Linked DNA regions of Sus scrofa: region 1 is linked to region 2. A link is a contact called in public HiChIP or PLAC-seq data. All regions are on one chromosome and are shown on one strand. Each heading gives the region's core, a stretch centred on a gene start, on an enhancer-like site or on the middle of the called end of the contact. The rest is flanking DNA. Distances are from core to core; before and after follow the strand shown.

Evidence for each region. HiChIP or PLAC-seq counts read pairs in DNA pulled down with a chosen protein or histone mark.
Region 1: an H3K27ac HiChIP or PLAC-seq map of skeletal muscle shows a contact between it and region 2. The contact joins two enhancer-like sites. A contact is called at or near these places in 1 of 47 Hi-C or Micro-C datasets (embryonic fibroblasts) and 1 of 2 datasets of contacts at active chromatin or transcription factors (skeletal muscle).

What each region holds. Positions count from the first base shown.
Region 1 is chr7:40,844,782-40,851,035 of Sscrofa11.1, reverse strand. No RefSeq gene overlaps it. Among named protein-coding and RNA genes, the nearest start is that of CLIC5, 40 kb to the right of the region's middle. Within about 2 kb of position 2,290, at least 15 of the 83 cell types and tissues checked have an H3K27ac peak or open chromatin away from gene starts, as enhancers often do. A contact at or near this core is called in skeletal muscle, where this site is marked.
Region 2 is chr7:40,709,781-40,716,389 of Sscrofa11.1, reverse strand. The region is part of intron 4 of CLIC5 (chloride intracellular channel 5); the gene reads left to right. Among named protein-coding and RNA genes, the nearest start is that of CLIC5, 95 kb to the left of the region's middle. Within about 2 kb of position 1,944, at least 32 of the 83 cell types and tissues checked have an H3K27ac peak or open chromatin away from gene starts, as enhancers often do. A contact at or near this core is called in skeletal muscle, where this site is marked.

The DNA.
Region 1 (6,254 bases), core at 1,041-3,540, 130 kb before region 2:
TGGTGTGCAGATGCTGTGAGAGATAGAAGAGCACGCCAGGCTGGGGTCCTTTTCTTTGAGGCTCTGTCCTGCTCAGGAGGAAGGATTAACACCCACTGTAAAGTATTTAGAAATTAATACGAGAGTTGAGAGGGAATCAGTTGCCAGAATACTGATGCGCAGTATCAGATAAGCACCGAAGGCATCAGAGATGGAAGAGGACTGGATTTATCAGGAAGGGCTTCATGGAGAAGGCAGACCTTGAACTCTGAAGGAAATGTGGGCACACAGGTGGCAAATGGGACCAAGGAGGAGATATCAGACCTCAGCAATCACGTCATCCTTCTCAGTCCTAGGTCACTGGGAGGCAGTCTAGCATAGTGGCTTATAGCAGACAGACACCCTGGAGCTAGACTGAGTGATTCACATCCTGGTCCTGTCTCATTAGCTATGCATCTCACACAATTTATTTAACCTTTCATGGGATTATGTAATGGGGGGGGGAACTCTGGTTTGCACAAGCTCTCAGTGGTTTTACAGTTTGAGATGAAGGAAGAATAGAATTTCCAAAACTTGCCTTCTAATTGGGCTCCCATTCACATCTTATTGTGACCCCATCATAGCATTTATAAGATTTCCTATGAATTTTAAGCCCCTCGTATGAATTCACTACCTCATTCAGTAGAATTATACAGTAGGTTCCACAAGTTTTTAAGTGAGGATAACAGTAGCTTCCTTGTGAGGTGATAGCGAGGATTCCAACTAGACCCAGAAAGCATTTCAGACATGCACAGAGCAGGCACTCAATAAAGGGCAGCTGTCATTTTTAACATGTCAAGGATGCTGTGTGAGATATTTAAAGGAGGTGCAAAGATGAACAGGACATAGCCCCTGCCTGAATGGACCTTCAGCTCAGTAGAGAAGATTTCATATTTACAAGTTACTATTACTAAGTCAAAAAGTGAAATTTTTCAAAGGAAAAGTGCTGAAAAATTTCTTTGGGAATTTAGAAGGAGAAGATGTTACTAAGAGGAAGATATTACCAAGAAGACCAGTGACAATTTCACAAAAAGGGAAGCATTTCTTTGAAGGATTTTGTCCATGGAAATAGAGAAAGTGGTAGTGTTAAGGTGCACAGACATTGTATCAGTCAGCTTGGGCTGTGTAACAAAACACCATAGCCTGGGAGGTTTAACAAAAGACATTTATGTCTTGAGGCTAGAAATCTAAGGTCAAGGTGCAGGCATGGTAGGGCTGATGATTGCTCTCTTCTCCCCTTGCAGATGGCAGCCTTCTCAGTGTGTCCTCATAGGAGGAGAGAGAGCTCTCAGGTGTCTCTTCTTATAAGGACACTAATCCTATCAGATCACGGTCCCATCCTTATGACCTCATTTAACCTTAATTACTTCCTTGAAGGTTATTTCCTTACTTTGAGGTATATCACTAAATATACCTACATTGGAACTGAGAGCTTCAACCTATGGATTTGGGGAGGACACAAGCATTCAGCCCATCACAGACATGGAGGTGGAAAATACCTTCATTGGGAACATTGGATGATATAGTTTGGATGGAGCATGAGATGGGTGCTGAAGGTGGAGGCATGAACGAACCAAAATTAAACCTCAGGGTTTTCCTGAATTACAAAAGGCCTGGAATGACAGCTAAGACTTTTTAGAGGATATTTTGTCAGCAACAGGGAGTATCTGAAGGTTTTAAACTAGGAAGTTGCAAGGTCAGGACTGTGCTTTGGGAAGATGATATGACAGTGATGGTTTTACAGCCATTCTTGCCCTTGATATCCTGGAGTAGAGAAGGAGGTGGAAACACTGACAAATTAAATACCTAGCTCAGCATCTCCCAACCAGACCTTTCGAGTTGCTTTCCTGAATGCTGATCAGTGCCTTGTTTGGCTGGTAAGGAAAGATGTGGTTTGGGGCACAGACCCTGTTAAAAATCAACATGGGGGGGCATCTTCCTCAGACCTGCCCCCAGCCAAGACTTTCCAAGCATCCATCCATCCCAAAGCAAAATAGTCCCCTTTGTCTCAGCTAAAGGTTTTGAACAGGGACTATTGCTCCGCTGACTGAAAATAGCTGTAGACAGTTTCTTGTTGACTCCTCGAGTCCACAGCACAGCTACCTGATCTTGTGGTTCAGGAGGCATCCAAATCTCAGAGGCTGTAAATCCTCAAATCTCATTAGAGGGCTCTTCAGGCCAAGATTACAGAATGGAATGCCTCTCCCCTGGGTGCAGTTCCCGGCAGCCCCTCCTGAGGCAATAGGTCCCAGCAGCCACTGCGGACAGCTAAAAATAGCCCCAGTATAAAACCCCAGCTCCCTGGACCCTGGGGAGATAATCTGCTGACAGAAGCAGCCCAGACCGTGATAAAGCATTGCCTCGCGTCTCCCAACACATCATCAGACGGGATGTCCCCTGAAGTCACTAATGCCGACCTCAACGATTAAAGTGGATTTTCTGGGTGGGATTGAAGGCTGTTTCAATTATGACTCACCAGCCTCAGGGCTCGTCTAAGTGGAACCCCTCAGTTATGCACTAGACCATGTTACCAAACTCAGAAACTGCAGCTCACTAAATTGATGGAGGCTTGTAAATCAACTGTCATAAAAAGATTTAAAACAATGAATAAAAATTTTAAAAAAATTTTAAATCAACACTTGAAAGAGAGATAAATGTTGGCAGAAAGTTGCTTTTAATCAGAATGCTGGCAAAATCTGGAGGGATGGTGGACTCAACGTTTCCCCCAAAACATCTCTGAAGATTCTGCTCAGCCATGAAAGTTTTTAATGGGAAAAAGGGACATGGCCTCAGTCAATCACTGAGATGGGGGGTCAGAGTCGTCGCCATTCCCCACCGCGTGCAGGCGTGCATGCAGTCTTAGTCTTTAGATGCTGTCTGGGTCACAGTCTGTTTGGGAGGTGACTGAACGGGAAGCTGGGGAAGAGAGCTGGTCCTCTGAATAAGAATTACTTATTCTTCATTTCTACTTCTTGGGTCTCCAGAAAGAACCAAGAGATTAGGCAAGATACTGTGTGGTCAAAAAATGTTTGAAAGACATGTGGCCCCCACCCGCTCTGCAGTGCCCTTGAGATTTATTCCAGGCTATAGTTTTCTCTGTCCTCTGGCATTGGTCACTGTGCTCCTAGCTGCCTTCTCTCCTCCAGAAGTTTGTCTAAATCCCTTACCCATTGGTGACCCTGTCTCATTTTCTTTAGTCTTGTGAGATTATTTTTTATTTTTATTATTTTTATTTATTGTCTTATTTATTGGGCTGTGCCTGTGGCATATAGAAGTTCCCAGGCTAGGGACTGAATCAGAGCTGCAACTGCCACAGGCACCACAACCCGGGATCCGAACTGCGTCTGTGACCTACACCAAGCTCATGGCAATGCCAGATGCTTAACCCACTGAGTGAGGCCAGGGATCAAACCCGCATCCTCATGGATACTAGCTGGGTTCATACCCAATGAGCCACAGTAGGAACTCCAACATTCAGTCTTTAATTTTCACCTCTGTTCTAGTGTTTGCTGTTACTCTCTCCTCTGAGCACCTATGAGCTCCTTCAGGGTGGAAACCAGACTCCTGCTTCTGTGTCCCTGAGCCCCAGGGCAGCGGCAAGCCTGCACTAGAGGCTCACTAGGTAAATGTTTGTAAATGTTTGTCGGGTTAAGTTATGTTGAACTTGCTAGCACTGCGCCACCATTATCTCAGCATGATGGGAGGCAAATTATTTAACCTTGCTGGGCCACAGTTTCTATGCATCGAAAACAAGCAAGTTGGAGTTCCCCCTGTGGGGCAAGAGGTTAAGAATCTGACTGCTGTAGCTCAGGTCCCTGTGGGGGTGCCGGTTGGATCTCCTACCTGTGCGGTGGGTTAAAAGGATGGGTTAAAAGGCTGCAGCTTGGATTCAGTCCCTGGCCTGGGAACTTCTATATGCCATGGCAGGTGTGGCCGTAAAAAAAGGATAAATAAATAAAACAAGCAAGTTGGATCAAACGACACCCACAGGGAGTTCCCTTGTGGTGCAGCAGGTTAAGGATCTGACATCCTTACTGCAGTGCCCTGGGTCACGGCTGGGGTGTGGGTTCGATCCCTTCCTCAGGCCACAGGCATGATCCTCTCTGGATCTAAAGATCCTTGAGTCTGTTTCTCTCAAGACCTGAAGGTCTTCACCAGCAAAGTGAGGATTAAGTCCTGATTTAGCTCTGGGTGCTGACATAGAAGTGATGAGGCTTTTCCTCCTCTTTTCCTAAGCGCACTCCCTCGCCCCCGTGACCCCAGACTCTAAATGTGGGATGAGGAGGGACCAGCCATCTATGTGTAGAGAATGTGCAAACTCTCGACTCCCCTGACACAGTAACTGGATTTCACCACAATGAGAGCTATTCCTTAAATTTGTTTAGTGTTTTCTATTTCATAAAACATTGTCTCAAACCTCTTATCTTTTGATACCCACAACTGCCTCACCAAGTAGGAGGAGTAGATATTATCCCCCTATCACATATATGGAAATTGGGGCTCAGGAAGCTCATTTGCCTAAAGCACCCAGTAGTTACACTCGTCTGAATTCACCTGGGTGTTCTTTCTGCTATACTCACTCTGCACTTTGGCATCATGGCCAGGAAGTACATCTGTAACCTGGGTGGGATGGAGGTGGTATTTATTTATTTATTTGTCTTTTTTTTGCTTTTCTTGAGCTGCTCCCATGGCTTATGGAGGTTCCCAGGCTAGGGGGCTAATCAGAGCTGTAGCCACGGGCCTATGCCACAGCCACAGCAACGCAGGATCCTAGCCACGTCTGCGACCCACACCACAGCTCACGGCAAAGCCGGATCCTTAACCCACTGAGTGAGGCCAGGGATTGAACCCACAACCTCATGGTTCCCAGTCGGGTTTGTTAACCACTGCGCCACGACGAGAACTCCGAGGTGGTGTTTAGAACCATCTCCTCAACCTCTTTTTGCACAAGCATTTAACAAACATTGTCAATGTCTGCTGTATCAGTCCCTGAGCTCGTATAATGCCAGTGAATAAATTCGGTGTTTTCCACAGTGTATTTCATGAAACACGAGCAAGGTGAGATTTCCTTGGAAAAGAAAAGAAACTCTTGCAATCAAATAATTGGGAAATACTCCATCCACACCCTCTCGTAGAGCTTTGCAGTACATATTTGCCAATGAAAGGTGCCAAGAAGTTCTGCGGTCAAGAGCCTTATTTCAACACTGGTACCTTCCGTAGTTCCCAAACTCTATGTAGAACCCTTGTGCCTGAAATATTCTTGACAGGTTCATGCCCACAGACTGTACTGAGATTGTGCTGAAATTACAGCATAAACATATCAAACGGAATAGTCTTGGGAGTTTCAGTTGTGGCTCAGCAGAATGAACCCAGCTAGTATCCACGAGGATGCAGGTTTGAAACCTTGTCTTGCTCGGTGGGTTTAGGATCCCATGTTGCTGCGGCTGTGGTATAGTTCCGATTAGACCCCTAGCCTGGGAACTTCCACATGCCGCAGGTGTGACACTCGAAAAAACCCCCAAACCAAAAATTAAAACAAAAACAAAAGGCTGTGCTGTTCAGGGAGGCACCCTAGGAGTTCAGAGAGAGGCTGGTGTTCTTGGCTGAGATGGAAATTGTGTTGCAGTTGGTGTTTTCCATGTTTAGAAATTCTACCCCTTACTTCAAAGATTCTTAAGGAGGAGATTATACATTTGATATATTGTTGATGAAAAATCAGTCAATTTAAGAAAGAAATGGAAATTTTTACTGGAGCCCAATTTGAGGGTTATAACCCAGGAAGAGCACCTCAGAAAGCTCTGAGAACTCTTCTGCCTGTTGGAAGTCAAGGCACAGTTATATAAGTTTATTGAGACAGAGAGTTGGACAGCAAAAGACCTATCACTGACAGTTGACACAATCCAGATCAAAGCATCCCCATAGCGAGTCATGTGGCCTGATCAAGAAGAATAGTGTCCTGAAGGTCGTCTCCTTGATGCTGGGAGGATGTTGCTCTTTACCTTGAACAGGATTTCCTACCGATGGGGCAGGTTTGATCCATGCTTAATGGAGATACAGGATGCACAATGGGGAAGAAGGAAGCCCAAAGGGCAGAGAAAACAATTTTTTTTCTTTTTAGGGCCGTACCCATGGCACATAGACGTTCCCAGGCTAGGGGTCCAATCGGAGCTGTAGCCACCAGTCTGTGCCACAGCCACAGCAACAGCAGGATGGGAACCACCTCTGTGACCTACACC
Region 2 (6,609 bases), core at 695-3,194:
CATGGATCCTAGTCGGATTCATTTCCGATGAACCACATGGGGAACTCCTCCTGTTTTCTCTTCTAAGAGGTGCCCCCCGCCCCGCCGCTCGGCAGTGGACCATACTCCTGGCTGATGCTGGTGGAAGAAGAATCTGTCCATAGCACTGGCCGCCTTTCTTTCCCTGCCTTGTTCTCTGGGGCTCCTGTCCACTCAAGCTTAGCCCTGCTTTTCAACTCCTCCTGCAGCCGGCTCTGCTCCTCCTACCCCACCTCTACGTGTCTTCTCTCCAGCACACGCCCCTCACTCCTTTTAAGAAATCTGTAAGACCTTTGGGTAAATATACTGAACAAAACCATCCCCATTTGATATAGAGAAAATTGAGGCTTACAGACCTCCGCTCGGTATTCAGAAATTTACAATCTGTAGAATGGGTGTCTAGCTAAAGCACAGAGTGTCCCATCGAGTGGAAGGGTACAAAAAGAGCCTAGACCTTTGCCTAATCTAAGTGGCCCCCTATCACAGGATGCTCTCACTTTAAGTACCACTAAGAAACAAACCGTGCCTTCAGGGAAACAAAAAAGTGCTTTCACTTAAGCTCTAAGAGTTTGATGGTCAGACACAGTCTGATTTCAAAGATGTCAAATATGAAAAAATGTGCCTCTTAGTCTTGATGAAATAGGGAGAGTGGTTCCCATAGCCCTTTTAATTTATTTTATTTTTTTTTTTAGGGCCAAACCTGCAGCATATGGAGCTCCCCAGGCTAGGAGACAAATCAGAGCTGCAGCTGCTGGCCTACACCACAGCTACAGCAACTCGGGATCTGAGTCTGTTCCTTAACCCCCTGAGCAAGGCCAGGGATGAAATCTGCATCCTCATGGATACCAGTTTGTTACTGCTGAGACACAACGGGAACTCTCTCCCATAGCTACGCCCCCCCTTTTAATCTAAAAAATGTTTTTATTTTATTTTGCCTTTTTAATTTATTTAAAAGAATTTTATTATAGTTGATTTACAATGTTCTGTCAATTTCTGCTGTATAGCAAAGTGATCCAGTTACACACACACATATATATATATACATTCTTTTTCTCACATTATCCTCCATCATGTTCCATCACAAGGGATTAGATAGAGTTCCCAGTGCTTTACAGCAGGATCTCATTGCTCATCCACTCCAAATGCTATAGTTTGCATCTACTAACCCCCAACTCCCAGCCCATCCCAATCCCTCCCCCAACCCGCTGGCAACCACAAGTTCTCCAAGTCCACGAGTCTGTTTCTTCTCTGTAGATAGGTTCATCTGTGCCGTATGTTAGATTCCGGATATAAGTGATATCATCTGGTATTTGTCTTTCTCTTTCTGACTTACTTCCCTTAGTATGAGCGTCTCTGGTTCCATCCATGTTGCTGCAAATGGCATTATTCAGTCCAACATTCTGTTACTTCCTAGAGGCTATGCGATGAAATGTCAGACCCTCCCTTCTGCTTGGCCTTGAGCTACCCTGTTGGAAAGAGAGTGAATCAAAGTCAACAAGCTTCCAGATCCCTCCAGGATGGCTGTCCCAACCCCATATCCAGGAAAGTGTCACGTCCGCTCTGTTTCCTGTACTTTCCCCTTGTTCCTGCCTGGAAACAAGCACTGCTTATCTCCTAGCTCAGGGTTGGCAAACTTAGACGTTTCAGGCAATACAGGATGTCGCAACTGCTCCATGCTGCCACTGGAACAATAGAGCCGTCACAGACAGCATGCAAACAAATGGGCGGGGCTGGGTTCCAACTCAGTTTCATTTACGGACACTGAGATTTGAATTTTATACCGTCTTCAAGGGTCACAAAGTCTTCTTTTTGGACTTTCCAACCTTCCAAAAATGTAAAACCCATTCCTGGCTCGAGGGCAGTGCAGAATAGGCAGTGGGCTGGATTTGGCACCTGGGCTTGGATTTGCGGAGTTCTGGCCTAGGCAGTCCCAGGCTGCAACAGCAAGTTCTCTTCGTGTCTGTACCTCTCAGCCTCCTCTTCTCTACTATGGAGATTGTCACAGCGCCCTTTCTTGCAGAGTCATGTTAATTAAATGAGCGCATTAAAGCACTCAGGGGGACAGTTCCCAGCACACAGCAGACACTAGTAGGTGATGGCTATTACTGCTGCTGCTGTTCACTTCACCAGTCCTCCTCTGAATTCCCTGGTGCTCACCCTTTGGACCTGGCGGCCCAGCTTCTCAGTAACATAGAAGCACGTGCTGCCCTCTTCTGGCAGGTGGAGGAATCAGCCCTGGAGACAGGTGGATTTTAGTGTAAGGCCTGTGGACTTTCAAGCATCTTCTACATCCAGGGACTGAGTTATGCCTAAGCTTTATCTGGGGGTTCCAGAAGGGACCAGATCTCCTTTGAGAGTTCAAAGCCACCTTCCTTTATCTGTCGCCTGCACCCAGGGTGGGCCATGTGCACCAGGCCCCGGGGGATCCTCCAGAGGTCGCTGGCTGCCTGGGGAACATCGCCAGCTGCTTCTTTCTGCCTTGCCCCCCTCCTTCCAGCACCTCCAGTCTTTGCTTTTATGAACTTCCTTGACCTAAAATAGGAAAGTGTTTGAAAGGAGTCAGAGCAGCCCCCGGGAGGGCTGTTAGCCCAGAACTAACAAGCCCCTGACTATCAAAGCTGCCGTGCTTTCTCCTAAAGCCTCATGAAAGCCAACGGCTGTGGGGGTGGGGTGGAGGGGGTGGTGGGAGGCAAGGAGGAGCGTTTTTCCAGATTCCCCAGGATGTGGCGAGCCGCGTTCAGAAGCCAGTGTGTGCATTTATTATTCCAAGCCGTTTCCATCACAGGCGCTTCCTTCCTTTACCCCTTCCTCCCTCCCCACCCTCAACCCCAGGTCAGGTGGGCCCAGGCTGGAGGCCAGACCTTCCCACGGGGATGGGGGCGCGAGCCCCCTCATTCAGCCTCTGCTCTGAGGTGCAGGCCAGGGCAACAAGTACAAAGTACTGGGAGTGTGCGCTCTAATCCCCCTGCTCAGAGACAGAGGTCACCGAGGTGGCTTTGGGATTCCAGGTTTCTTCTGTAGGAAACCCAGACCTGTACTTTGGTGGGGGGAGTGGGAGGGGGATAGGGGTGTCACCTCAGACAACAGGTTCCCTGGAGGAAGGCCTGAGCCCAGCCCCAGCTGCTATCACGAGGGAGGCTCCCGGGTGGTCCCTGGACCACCAGGGCACTAAGGATAACGAGGGGACTGTCTGCCCACTTCCTCATAAAGCAGCCACTGCTGTCTTGTTTCAAAAACGCCTCTGGTCATAAAGGAACCCTTCAGGCTGCCTTCCTTGGCCACCCCTGCGTGCACAGGGCCAACTCAGGGTGTTTTGTTTGTTTGTTGGTTGGGTTAACATTTTGCTTTGATCAACATTCTTACCGGGAAAAACAACCCAGACTCAGTACGACCCACCTCCGAGGTGTGGCGACGGGCAGGGATGCTGGGCGGTCTTTTCAGACGCCGTGGCGAGGCTGTCGCGGAAGTGGGGGGGGGTGCGAACCGTCCCTTCTGGCACCTACCAGGACATCCTTCCAGAGGGCCTTTGATTTGGCTTGTTATCGAGGCAGCGGCTGGCCCACTGTATCAGTCATTGCACAAGTGCTGCTCCTGAAATGATTCCTCGGGCAGCCATCAGGAAGGCGGTTGGTGGTGTCGAGGCTGGTGAAGGGGGCAGACCCGGGAGGGGTGGGAGGGGGAGGAGGGTCCTGCGTGGGTGGGCGCCGTCCTTAGTGGAGGGAGCCGCGTTAGCTGTGTGGGCTCCCGGCAGCCGAGCGGAGACCACCAACACCATTCCGTGTGCTGGAATTTCCCACCGTCTGACCAGAACGAGCTCGCCTGGCCTGGCCTGGCCTCCCATCAAGGCCCAGGGAATAAAGGAACATTAAACGACTAATTCGAACACAAGTTAAATGCTCCTTCACCTCTGGCTACCCGTTACCTTATCCTGTGCACCTCTGGTGCAGGCTGCACATGGAAACTCGGTCTCTCCCTCTGTGTACACACACACACACACACACACACACACACACACTATCTCTCTCTCTCACAGCCTGTGTGTGTTCTGATGTTTCTATGCATCAGCAGAAGCCATTGCATGTCTCCTTAAATAAACAGTCATAGATCAATTCATGCGGGAAATAAATGTGCTTGCACACAAGGTTGTCTCAGTGACAGGATGTGATGGTTAAGCCCAGTGTTTAGACCACAGAAGGGTGCAGGTGTCTACATTTCGTGATGCGCCTACTGGTCAGAAGTGTAGTTGGTTTAGACGGCGATCACGCGCATAGTCCCTCTGTCTGTGATTAGAACGAAGCTTTAAGGGAAAAATCCCTCGTCTTCATTGGGGAACTTGCAGAATGGGTTCCCCATATGTGGTCGAGCTGGGGGCTGAACATGACAAGATGTGAAGTCCAGGTGGCAGCTGAACCCTCTACCCCAAACGTCAGACACCCCGTTTATGAATACCCCCTGTCAAATCTGTTGCCATCTTGTCCAGATGAGATGGACACCATTCTTTGATTTCACCCCAGAAAAGCTGAAGCATCAGTAAACTGGTCAGAAGACATAAGGGAGCCAGGGATGGACAGGGGCACACCAGGCATTTCTCAGCTTTGAAACGCTTTTGCTACAAACCAGTAATCATAAAATAGAGGAACTGAAACCAGCGGTTAAATCCAGTCTGGTGGGTATCAGCAGCTTAGAAAAGATTAATCTGTTGAAGAACAAAGTGGCTGCACAGAGCTTTGACTTTAAACCCTCTAGCCTTCAGAGTTCCCGTGGTGGCTCCGCAGGTTAAGAACCTGACATAACGTTTGGGAGGATGCGGGGTTCCATCCCTGGCCTCGCTCAGTGGGTTAAGGATCCGGTGTGGCCACAAGCTGCAACAGAGGGCACAAATGAGCTCAAATCTGGCATTGCCGTGGTTGTGGTGTAGGCCCCAGCTGCAGCTCTGATTCAGCCCCTAGCCTGGGAACTTCCAGATATGGCAAGGATGGTTGTAAAAACAAAAAACAAAATGACAACAACAAAATCACCTCCAGCTTTCTTTAAAACTCTCCTCTAGAACTGTCTTTCTAGAAGGCATTCTAACCCACTTCCAGCCTATTGGACAGTTTAGCCTGGGTAGCCACATCAACTAAAGAGAACCATATGTCTAGGACTTAAGTGTCAGGTAGCATTTCATTTTGTTTGCCTTGCTATCCAGACAATTTTCCAAATCATCCAAAAAGATGTTTGAATCCCCCCGCCCCTCCCGCCCCCCGCCCAGGGTGGGTGTCGGGGGAGGAGTCTTGTGACAATGCAGATGTTGAAACCATGGGTCCGGGGTGGGGCTTGAGGGCTCCCAGGTGGTCCTGATGCTGCTGGTCCAGGAGGGAGCTTTGGGATGTAGGGTCTAGGTAGCCGTCTCCATGGGAACAAGTTGCCTTTATCTCTTTTAGCATCGTCATCATCCCTGGAGCCCAGCTCAGCAGCTAGCCCAGAGCACATGCGCAGTAAACATTTGCTAAACGAATAAAGGAGCCACATCCCAACACCTCAAGACACCCCTACCCTGTCTGCTCATGTACTGAGAGAGGCTGGAAGGGCTGACCTGGTCTTATCCCTGTTGGGAGCATTCCCTCCAACTGCATCCTTCTCTGGCCTGCCCAACACCCACCTTTAAGCCTGTCTCACTGTCCAGCCCCCTTTTCTCTTGATTGCCTCGGAAACTTCTCTGTCTCCATTCAAATTTTATGATGCTCTCTGCTTAGAACTGTTTCAGCTGGGAACACGTAATGCGTTTATAACCTCTGTTATATTAAATCTAGTTTCTTGGTGGGAGGAAAAAAAAGAAGAATCTCATTTAAAATCAATCAATAAGGAGTTCCTGTCATGGTGCAGTGGTTAATGAATCTGACTAGGAACCATGAGGTTGGGGGCTTGATCCCTGGCCTTGCTCAGCGGGTTAATGATCCCACGTTGCTGTGAGCTGTGGTGTAGGTTGCAGACGCAGCTCGGATCCCACGTTGCTGTGGCTCTGGTGTAGGCCGGTGACTACAGCTCCAATTCGACCCCTAGCCTGGGAACCTCCGTATGCCGTGGGTGTGTTCCTAGAAAAGACAAGAAAAAAAAAAATCAATTGATAAGAGTGTAAAAATCTGAACAGCTCCCCTCGTGAAGGCTGTCAGCGTGGCAGTGGTGGTGTTGGCTCAGGCAGTATTTTTCTTGTCACCCTCATTTTTATAACGATTTTCAAGGGACATTATATTTGGTGTTAGAGGTGAAACATCACCAAGAGTCAGAGGAGTAAACACATGAGTAAATTCTAGTGTTCTTCCAGCCAGAAGCCAGAGGTCACATTATTTTTCTAGGAACCCCTTGTCGAAAAAACATTTAATGATCTGGACCCTGATGAGAAATGCGTTTCTCTGGTCCCATGTCCAGGACCCCTTCCCTTCCTGAACATTCCAGCGAAGCAGGTCTAGCCCTGCGATTACCCAGGTCCCCACACCCAGCTCTGCCCCTGATGGGCACATGCCCACTGGCGTTTGCCTTGACAGTTGCTGTGTTTTGTTTCCATGGCGGGGACCTCAAAGCAAAGCATTCTCAGGTCTGGCCCAGGCCTCC